2 separate regions of the Sus scrofa genome follow, and region 1 is linked to region 2. Evidence: chromatin contacts called from public HiChIP or PLAC-seq data. All regions are on one chromosome and are shown on one strand. Each heading gives the region's core, a stretch centred on a gene start, on an enhancer-like site or on the middle of the called end of the contact. The rest is flanking DNA. Distances are from core to core; before and after follow the strand shown.

Region 1 (3,922 bases), core at 545-3,044, 85 kb before region 2:
TTAATACCCAAAGTTACACAGACAAGTGGTAGAGAACTCAACAGGTTTGTTCCAAAGCCTGTGCTCTAGAAACTGTGAGTGATAACACGGGAGAAGTGTCGAGTCTGTGTGTGCCAAGATATGATGACTGAAAAGCCATCACCTGATTTGACAATGGTGCTGACCAGATGCCAAACAGTGTAGAAAGAATTCCTTTTCTTGATTTAGTTTTTTCCCTTTCCCCTATTTTCATCACTGGTTTTCTAAACTTCCTCCATGTCTGGGATTACAACTATACACAATGCATTTGAGCCACAATACCTCTAAGAAACCTAGTTCAAGGGTGGGGAGGAAGAGATATAACCAGTTCAGTACTTATGGGTGAATAGGCTCCTGGCCTGAGGCAGATAATCAGAAAAGATTTAGTTTCTTCAACTCTCAGGGAGGAGAAATAGTCTTGAGGGGGGGACGCCAAAGAAAAACACCAGTCAGTCGATGAAAAACTGTCTTAATGCCACAAATACATACTGGAATACGGTTCTACTCCAACAGATATTTCAATAAGAAAAGGACCAATTCGAACAGCTTTTCCTCTCTTGGTAAAAATCAAGTTAGAATATGCTAGGATATCTTGGCACTTCTCCTAGCAGAGAAGTTCCCTATTTCCAGAAAACGTGAACAATTTTATTTCACCACTCCCCTTCTCTCGCGCTCACTTACCCACCCACACCCCAAATCGACTGTGGGCGCTTAAACATTTTGAAAAGCAAGACAATTAGAAGCTCTACTTAGGTTGATTCAGGGAATACTCTTTCCTAACAAGGACCTGACCTACCTAGCCTGGGATGAGATGGGGATGCGGGACCGGGGACGCGGGGGGGGGGGTTTCGGGGAGAGTGCAGCACTAGGATACGCCGCCGCCTCTTAGCTTCATCAAGACAAACCGCCACCTGGGCCGCAGGTTTCCCACCTGAAAATCAGGGGAGAAGGGAGGGAAAGCACGCTCGCCTCTTCTGCCCGGAAACTCCACTCGGGTGTGTCTGGGCCTGGCCCAAGCCTATTCTGCTCTCCGGCTGCAGCCCCTCACTGCGGGAACCGAGAAGGATTCGGGTGAAAAGGGGCCCGTGAAGGGCGAGAGGGTGCTCGGGATGGCCGCTCTGAAAGAGGGTGCCCCTGAGAAGATGTAATTGGCATCAGAGCGAGGAACGACTGATCCCTGGAGCGCACCAGGCGGTCCCGCCAGCCCGGTACCTGGTCCTGGAGTAAGCAAGCAGTCCCGACCCAGTCTCAGCTCCGCCTCCTTAGTTTACCGCCGCGCTGCCGCCGGGCCGGTTGCTGGGAGGAGGTACGCAACGTGCCATGCGCAGTAGAGGGACCCGGGGAGGGCTGGTAGAGAGCTCCGCCCTGCCTCGGCCCCACCCCGGAGCTGGACAGGAGGCCCCGCCCAATCACTCCAAGGAGCGAGGGAGCCCGGTCCCTGCTCCTCTAGGCGGGGCGAGGAGGAGCGAGGAAGCTCCTCGTTGCCCCGCCCCACCAGCGCGGGAGAGGAAGCCCCGCCCCGGGGCGCCGCAAGTGGGGGCAGTTCTGCCTGAGTCCCGCGTGGCTGCCGTGCGGAGGGTCCTCAGCCGCGCCCCGCGGAAAGCGGTTCTCCAGTTCTGAGTTAACCTTTTTACGCGCAGCGCATACCTGAGGGCTTTCGGCCTCCAGCAGAAGGGACCCGTTTCTCCCGTGTGTGGAAGCCAAAGACCTAGCTTGTCGTCGGTGTCGGCTCGGGGTCCGAAAAGGGCTGCCAGAGCTTCCGTCGCGCTGCAGGAAGGAAGTGGGATGATTTCAACAATCAAGAGTCAAGGGAGCTAGAGTAAGGCACGGCAACACTGGCTGCTGATTTGGCTACTTTGAGTACTTTTTTTGGGTGCCTTTCCTTTCGTGTGATGGGATTTTAGTGGAAAAAACAGCCTCATACTCTCAAAGGCCCTTCACTTTGGCCTCCGGGGCACCGGATTGACAGGCTTCAAAGGGGAAAGCCATCCTCTCTCTGTGGCACAGATTCCTTATCTGTAAAAGGAGGAAAATACCTGAACCAATGAGAACTATCTTTATTCCCCCCTCTGGATCTTTGTCCTGGATCCTTTGTACAAGGTTTTTTGGTTTGTTTGTTTTTTTGGTGGTGCCCGGGGCATGCGGAAGTTCCCGAGGCAGAAAAGGAACTCGCGCCACAGCTGTAACCAGAGTCACAGCAGTGACAAGGCTTGATCCTCAACCCCGCTAAGCCACCAGGGAACTCCCGGTTCTGGATCCTTTGACCCACAACTCTGTCTGCAGAAACGTGTCAGGTTCGCCTTGGTGGGGAAGCTAGCCTAAGCAGAGGCATGCAGCTCTTGAGAAAGGATGAAGCAATAAATGATGGAGCAAGACTCCTTCTGTGAGACTTTTTTTAGTGACTCCGCCCACGCTGGTGGGGGTGGGGTGGATCCCAAAATGGACATACTCCCTCAAGTAATGAACACTCACCCCTACCAGCTATGACCCTTGGCACACATTCATGCTGGTCTAACTTCCAAGATGGGGGAGAAGTTCAGCTACCTTCAAACAGGGGCTGTCGGAAATGTGCAGCGAAACTGAAATGTGAACTTTGCCAGTGCATCTCAGCGTCTCACTAAATTTTACCCACATCACTTTGATCTCATCTAGTGCTTTATAACATTCCAAAGCAGTATCCTCACTATTCTCTGTCAAATAAGATAACTTTTTTTTCAGCAGCAGACTTGGCAAATTTACAAAGCAAGACAGTAGCAGAAATTGAAGTAAAATTCCCTGCAATGTTTTCCATTTGTTTGGTCTTGCCCACGGCATATGGAAGTTCCCAGGCTAGGGATCAAGCTCATGCCACACCAAGGACCTGAGCTGCCCTGCAATGTTCTTTTCAAAAGACCTTCTTCACCTGTTGTCTTTAGAATCAAGGGTATTAGAGGAGTCAGTGCCTGAAAAGATGACAAACATTTTTTTTTTTGCCTTTTTTTAGGGCCACACCTGTGGCACTCGGAGATTCCCAGGCTAGGGATCAAATCGGAGCTGCAGCTGCTGGCGTACACCACAGTCACAACAATGCAGGATCTGAGCCACGCGTCTGCAGCCTACGCCATAGTTCAGGGCAACTCGGAATCCTTAACCCACTGATGGAAGCCATGGACAGAACCCACAACCTCATCATTCCTAGTCATATTCGTTTTCGCTGCACCACAACGGGAACTCCCAGTGCCAAACTTGATGCAGCCATCACAATGGGGAATTTAAACATGGTAGTACTTGCCATCTAATCCCCAGCCCAATAGCTATGTCATTTCCTAACTGGATGTCAGTTGGTCAAAGTGGCTAAAAGATTTTCGAATCTTCTTGACTGCACACAAAAGCTAGTTGGGCAAACTTTCAGCCTTGACTCTGTTTCAGGGAGCAAATTTCCTTGCAAAAGGGCATACTAAAGCCAGATAACTCAGAAAATGGGTGTAGTGAAAGGTCAATTTTCAGAGTTTACAAACATAGTCTCCTCTTGCTTTGCTTTTGAGTCCTGGAATGTACAAGCTCCCTAATGTTTTCCACTTACGTTTAATAAGGGTGGGAATCTCCAAGATCTTTGGAGCTTTCCGAAACCTGCTTGAAGATTAGAGGAATGGAGAAGGACTGAAGATCCTGGCTGTTTTGTTTTTAACTCTGAGCATCCAGCTTAAACTGAGTGCACCTGCCCTCTTCAGGATAAAATTGACTGTGAGAAAGGTAAAACTAATTGCCTAGAATACTCAAGTGAGAACTAGACACTTACAATGTATAGTTTAACAAGTTGGGGAGGATTATTTATAGAGCATTCTATATGTTAAAGAACTTAAAAAAAAAAAGTTTTGGCCACACCCACAGTATATGGAAGTTCCTAGGCCAGTGAATCCAAGCT
Region 2 (4,078 bases), core at 1,111-3,610:
TAGTGGCCTGGACACGGCGGAAGAGCTGCTGGAAGATCCACAGTAAGGGCTGATAATCACGAGAACGGAAAACCTTCGTGATGAAGCAGCCACCGCGACCCAGAAAATCGCAAGCCAAACGCAGAGCCATCAGGGTCAAATGGGCTGTGGGAGAGAGAGACAGTTCGCTGAGGATCTCTGCAGCCCGGAAGGGTGTGCCCCCCCACCACCAGCATCCCCAGGCCACCACCCCATCCTGGCACCTTGTGAATAAGCATCATGGACCCAGCTGGCCCCAACGTTGGGGGCCCCATCATTAAGCACAACATCAACTTTCCAGGTCTTCAGCTCCTTCCTCAAGGCCTGCAGACAAAGACAACTGTTATGGCAACAGAAATGGCTAAGAACAAAAACAAAAAAAGGAGTTCCCGTTGTGGCTCAGCGGTAACAAACCCAACTAGTATCCATGAGGATGGGGGTTCGATCCCTGGCCTCACTCAGTGGGTTAAGGATCCAGCATCTCTGTGAGCTGAGGCCTAGGTTGCAGACAGGCTCAGATCTGAGTTGCTGTGGCTGTGCTGTAGTCCAGCAGCCGTAGCTCCGATTCGACCCTTAGCCTGGAACCTCCCATGTGCCGCGGGTGCAGCCCTAAAGACCAAAAAAATAAAATAAAGAAAGGGCTACAAATGGAGTTCGTGGTTCAGCCATTTGTCCACCCAGTCATTTGTTGAGTGTCCACCAGGGGCCAAATCCTATGCCAAGCAGGGGATACAATGATAAACAAAAGCAACATCTGTTCTCATGGAGTTTAGAGGCCACCAGTGAACCTGCCGGAAAGAATTTCACTGAATTCTCTGCACTTCCGCCAACCCCAAACACATCTTTCCAGAATAACGGCTTGGTGGACGTGATGTATTACCTGTTTTGTCCTGTGCAAGCACTGCTCAAGGCATGGTAAACAGGAAAAGCATGCCTTCAGAGGATCAGGGTAGGCTTGGATCTGATCCCTGGCCTGAGAACTTCCATATGCCGCAGATGCAGCCAAAAAAAAAAAAAAAAAAAAAAGAGAGAGAGAAAAGAGAAATCTCCATTACCTGCCTACAACGTTCTGTTGTGATATCCTCCTGGAGAGTCACCACATTGGGAAGAGGCTTGATTGGAACCAAGTCCACACCTGGAAGAAATCAGGGTGGAGTGTTCCCAAAGGTTGCCTTAAACAGGAGGAAGGGAATGCCGAACACAGCATGTCACACTCGCCATCCCCGAAACGCTTAAAAGAACTGTCACTCACCCACAATAAGGCTGGAGACAGGCATAAACTTGGCAGCCACCTGCAGCCTATAAAAAAGAAGTAAACACTGAAATAATTACCCTGGCTTGTCCCTTTCCCGCCGTCTCTGGCTCTCATCCCCAGTATTAGGAGCCCCTGCCGACTGCAGTGGCCAAACATATCTCATACATAACTTCCAAATATTTTTCCCTGAAATTTGTTTCGGAAGTAGAAAAATTTCAGATTGTTAGTCCTGTATCTCTCCTGCCCACAGTTAAACTCAGTCATCCATGGCGGGAATGCAGAAAGCTGCCACAAGAAGCAACAGGTGCCAGATATTACGCACCATCCACCTGGTGCAGCGCACAGGTCTAGCAAGGCTCGGGCTTTCTGCAGAAATTGAAAGCGGCGATTCAGCTGGATCAACTTGAAAGCAGAGCGGGAACGGTAACCTAGAAACAATGAAAAAAGAATAAAGTCCGCGAAAGCGCTTTCCCAGCGGGATTACGGTGGCCTCACAACCCACCACCTCTTCTGTGGAAGAGAAACCCAATGTTCGGGAAGGAGGCGAACAGGCAAAGATCGGTGGCTCTCTTGCTCTCAGACTGCGTAAACCATGACTCACCGGTCTCTTTCGCCAGGTGATAGAACTTGTCCCGCCGGCTCTTCCCTACTTTGCCCTTCTTGCCCATAGTGGAACTGGGGAGTGCCACTCAATCTGGAGAGAAAGCAGAAATCAGGACGTCTCCGCCCAGAATACTAGATTACGCTCTCCGCTCCCCACTCGTCTTCTCAAAGACACTCCGCACTCCGCTCCTAACACCACCCAGCTCCGTTTTCACTACCCCAGCAGCGGCACGTGTAAGCAGCAAACGTATTTCCGCTTCCGTGTGCGTCGGCTGCGTCCGCGGATCCAAGTTTTCCGCCATTTTGAGCGTGGCCACAAATTTTTCTTTAAGCTCTGTGTCCAGGTTTATAAACTAGATGTTTGCACCCGGAAGTAATATTACTTTAACCAAAACCTAGTTTCTTCGGAATAACATTTAGGAGCTCTGCGTCCTCTTTATCCCCTTCCAAAGCTCCTGACCTCGCGTGGCCCCGCCGCTTCAGGGCCCCTGTTATTTGCTTTGTTTGGGCGCACACCCCGCCCATTGACCCGGAACTGTTCTCTGCCCGGGAGTTCGGTCCCCCAAGCCCCGCTTCCGCGCCTGCGCACCAAAGCGGCTCTGATGCCGGGGGCCTCCGCGGAAGAGGGAAGATGGCGCTTGACGGGCCTGAGCAGGTATGGCGGCGGCTGCCGCGGCCAGACGGGGATCAGGGCTGGATGCGGAGCAGGTGTGATCCGAGGTGGGCAGCCGTCTGGGGCAAGAGCGTTGAGGCAATCAGGTGTGGATGGACCAATCCGGACCGGGCCCTGCCTGGGAACGGATCTGCTGTGTCAGCGCCTCCCCCGGCGGGTCAGGGCAGGGCCGGGAATGGAAGACCCGGTGGAAGCGGGATGAGTGAGCGAGTCGCCCGAGTCAGGGAACCCGTCCTTCTTGCTGGCTCCTCCTGTAGTAATGACCCTTCGGGTTTGTATGCCGTTGCCTTGTGTGTTCTCTCTTGCTCCTCCTGAAAGTCTTAAGGGGTGGACTTTTTTTCCCCTCTTTCTGTTTCCCCTCTTCTGTCACTGGGACACGAAGGGTTTTGAAGAGATGGAGTGAGGGATTAGAACCCAAGTCTTAGTCTCTGAAGTCCAAGCTGGAAGTAGCTTTATCCCTTGGGTGTTTAACCTGTTGTTTAATAATTAAACTGTCTTCAGATGGAGCTGGAAGAGGGGAAGGCAGGCAGTGGACTCCGCCAGTATTATCTGTCCAAGATTGAAGAACTCCAGGTAAGAGGTCCTGAGGGAGCTGGAAGGGCTTCGGTGAAGGATCGATGGAGCCGATTTCTAGAAAGCCGTATGATTCCACTGGGGCGCAGTGGAAGAAGCAAGAAGCCAAGGGTATGAATTATATCAAGTTAACAGTTTCTTCCTCAAGTCCCACCCTTTTGAAGATCATTAATATTCACAGTTTGTTACATATTTTCAGGAGTCAAATTTTCACATAAAAGTTAGCCCCGGCCAAAAATCATTCCTTTCAGAGGAAGCCTGAATGGTAGTTTCTTATAAAAGGGAAGATGTAGGTTCAGAAGATGGGATTTATTAGAGAGGGGTTGGGGCAGAGTGAGAGTGAGGGAAGACAAAATTGAGGAGTCTGAACAATGCTGGTTCCAGGGGGCCAAATGAAAAGGAACTAGCAACCCAGTATTACAGCCTAAAGAGGGAGCCAGATCATAGAAATGAGGAAAATATTGCAAATTAGATGGAGAGCCACAAGGAAAAATTCTCACTTCCAGGTACATTTGCAGGTTTCATATTTGGGTGGTCATTTTTGAAATGCTTTACCTGTGCTGCTTTCATTTGTTCCTCAAATTAACCCCGAAAAGAGGCCAGTAGGTGCACCACTTGCAGTTTGGTGAGAGATCTAGACCTTTTAAGTGGTTTTCATTAGCTTTACTCAGCTATTAACAGCCAGCAGTGGGGCTAGAACTTAGGCTTCTGACTCAAAGTTATCTTCTCTCTCTACCATGTTACTGCCCTGCAAGACACAGTGTAAGCCAGCTGTTGCCTCTTCTCCATTAGGGTTTGCTATTCCTGGACCAGTGTTAGACAAGAAGCTTTTTCCCTGTGGTTGTCCTACACTCCTGAGGAACTCTTGGATCACATTAGAGAATCTGAAATAACATGCGGGTGCCCAGTGCTCTTTCCTCACTCTGCTCCCATCAGCCTGTGAGGGTCATAACCTC

Evidence for each region. HiChIP or PLAC-seq counts read pairs in DNA pulled down with a chosen protein or histone mark.
Region 1: a contact with region 2 is called in an H3K27ac HiChIP or PLAC-seq map of alveolar macrophages. The contact joins the promoter of STRADA here to the promoter of PSMC5 in region 2. A contact is called at or near these places in 2 of 47 Hi-C or Micro-C datasets (both in liver) and 2 of 2 datasets of contacts at active chromatin or transcription factors (alveolar macrophages and skeletal muscle).

Annotation. Positions count from the first base shown.
Region 1 is chr12:15,189,665-15,193,586 of Sscrofa11.1, reverse strand. STRADA (STE20-related kinase adapter protein alpha) reads right to left here and starts at 1,794. Exons shown (of 11, transcript XM_021066785.1): 1 at 1,666-1,794.
Region 2 is chr12:15,104,608-15,108,685 of Sscrofa11.1, reverse strand. PSMC5 (proteasome 26S subunit, ATPase 5) reads left to right here and starts at 2,360. Exons shown (of 12, transcript NM_213983.1): 1 at 2,360-2,531; 2 at 3,051-3,122. The coding sequence starts at 2,508. It overlaps FTSJ3 (pre-rRNA processing protein FTSJ3), which reads right to left and starts at 3,044. Exons shown (of 20, transcript XM_013980850.2): 1 at 1,875-3,044; 2 at 1,596-1,701; 3 at 1,271-1,317; 4 at 1,074-1,153; 5 at 243-342; 6 at 1-144. The coding sequence starts at 1,941.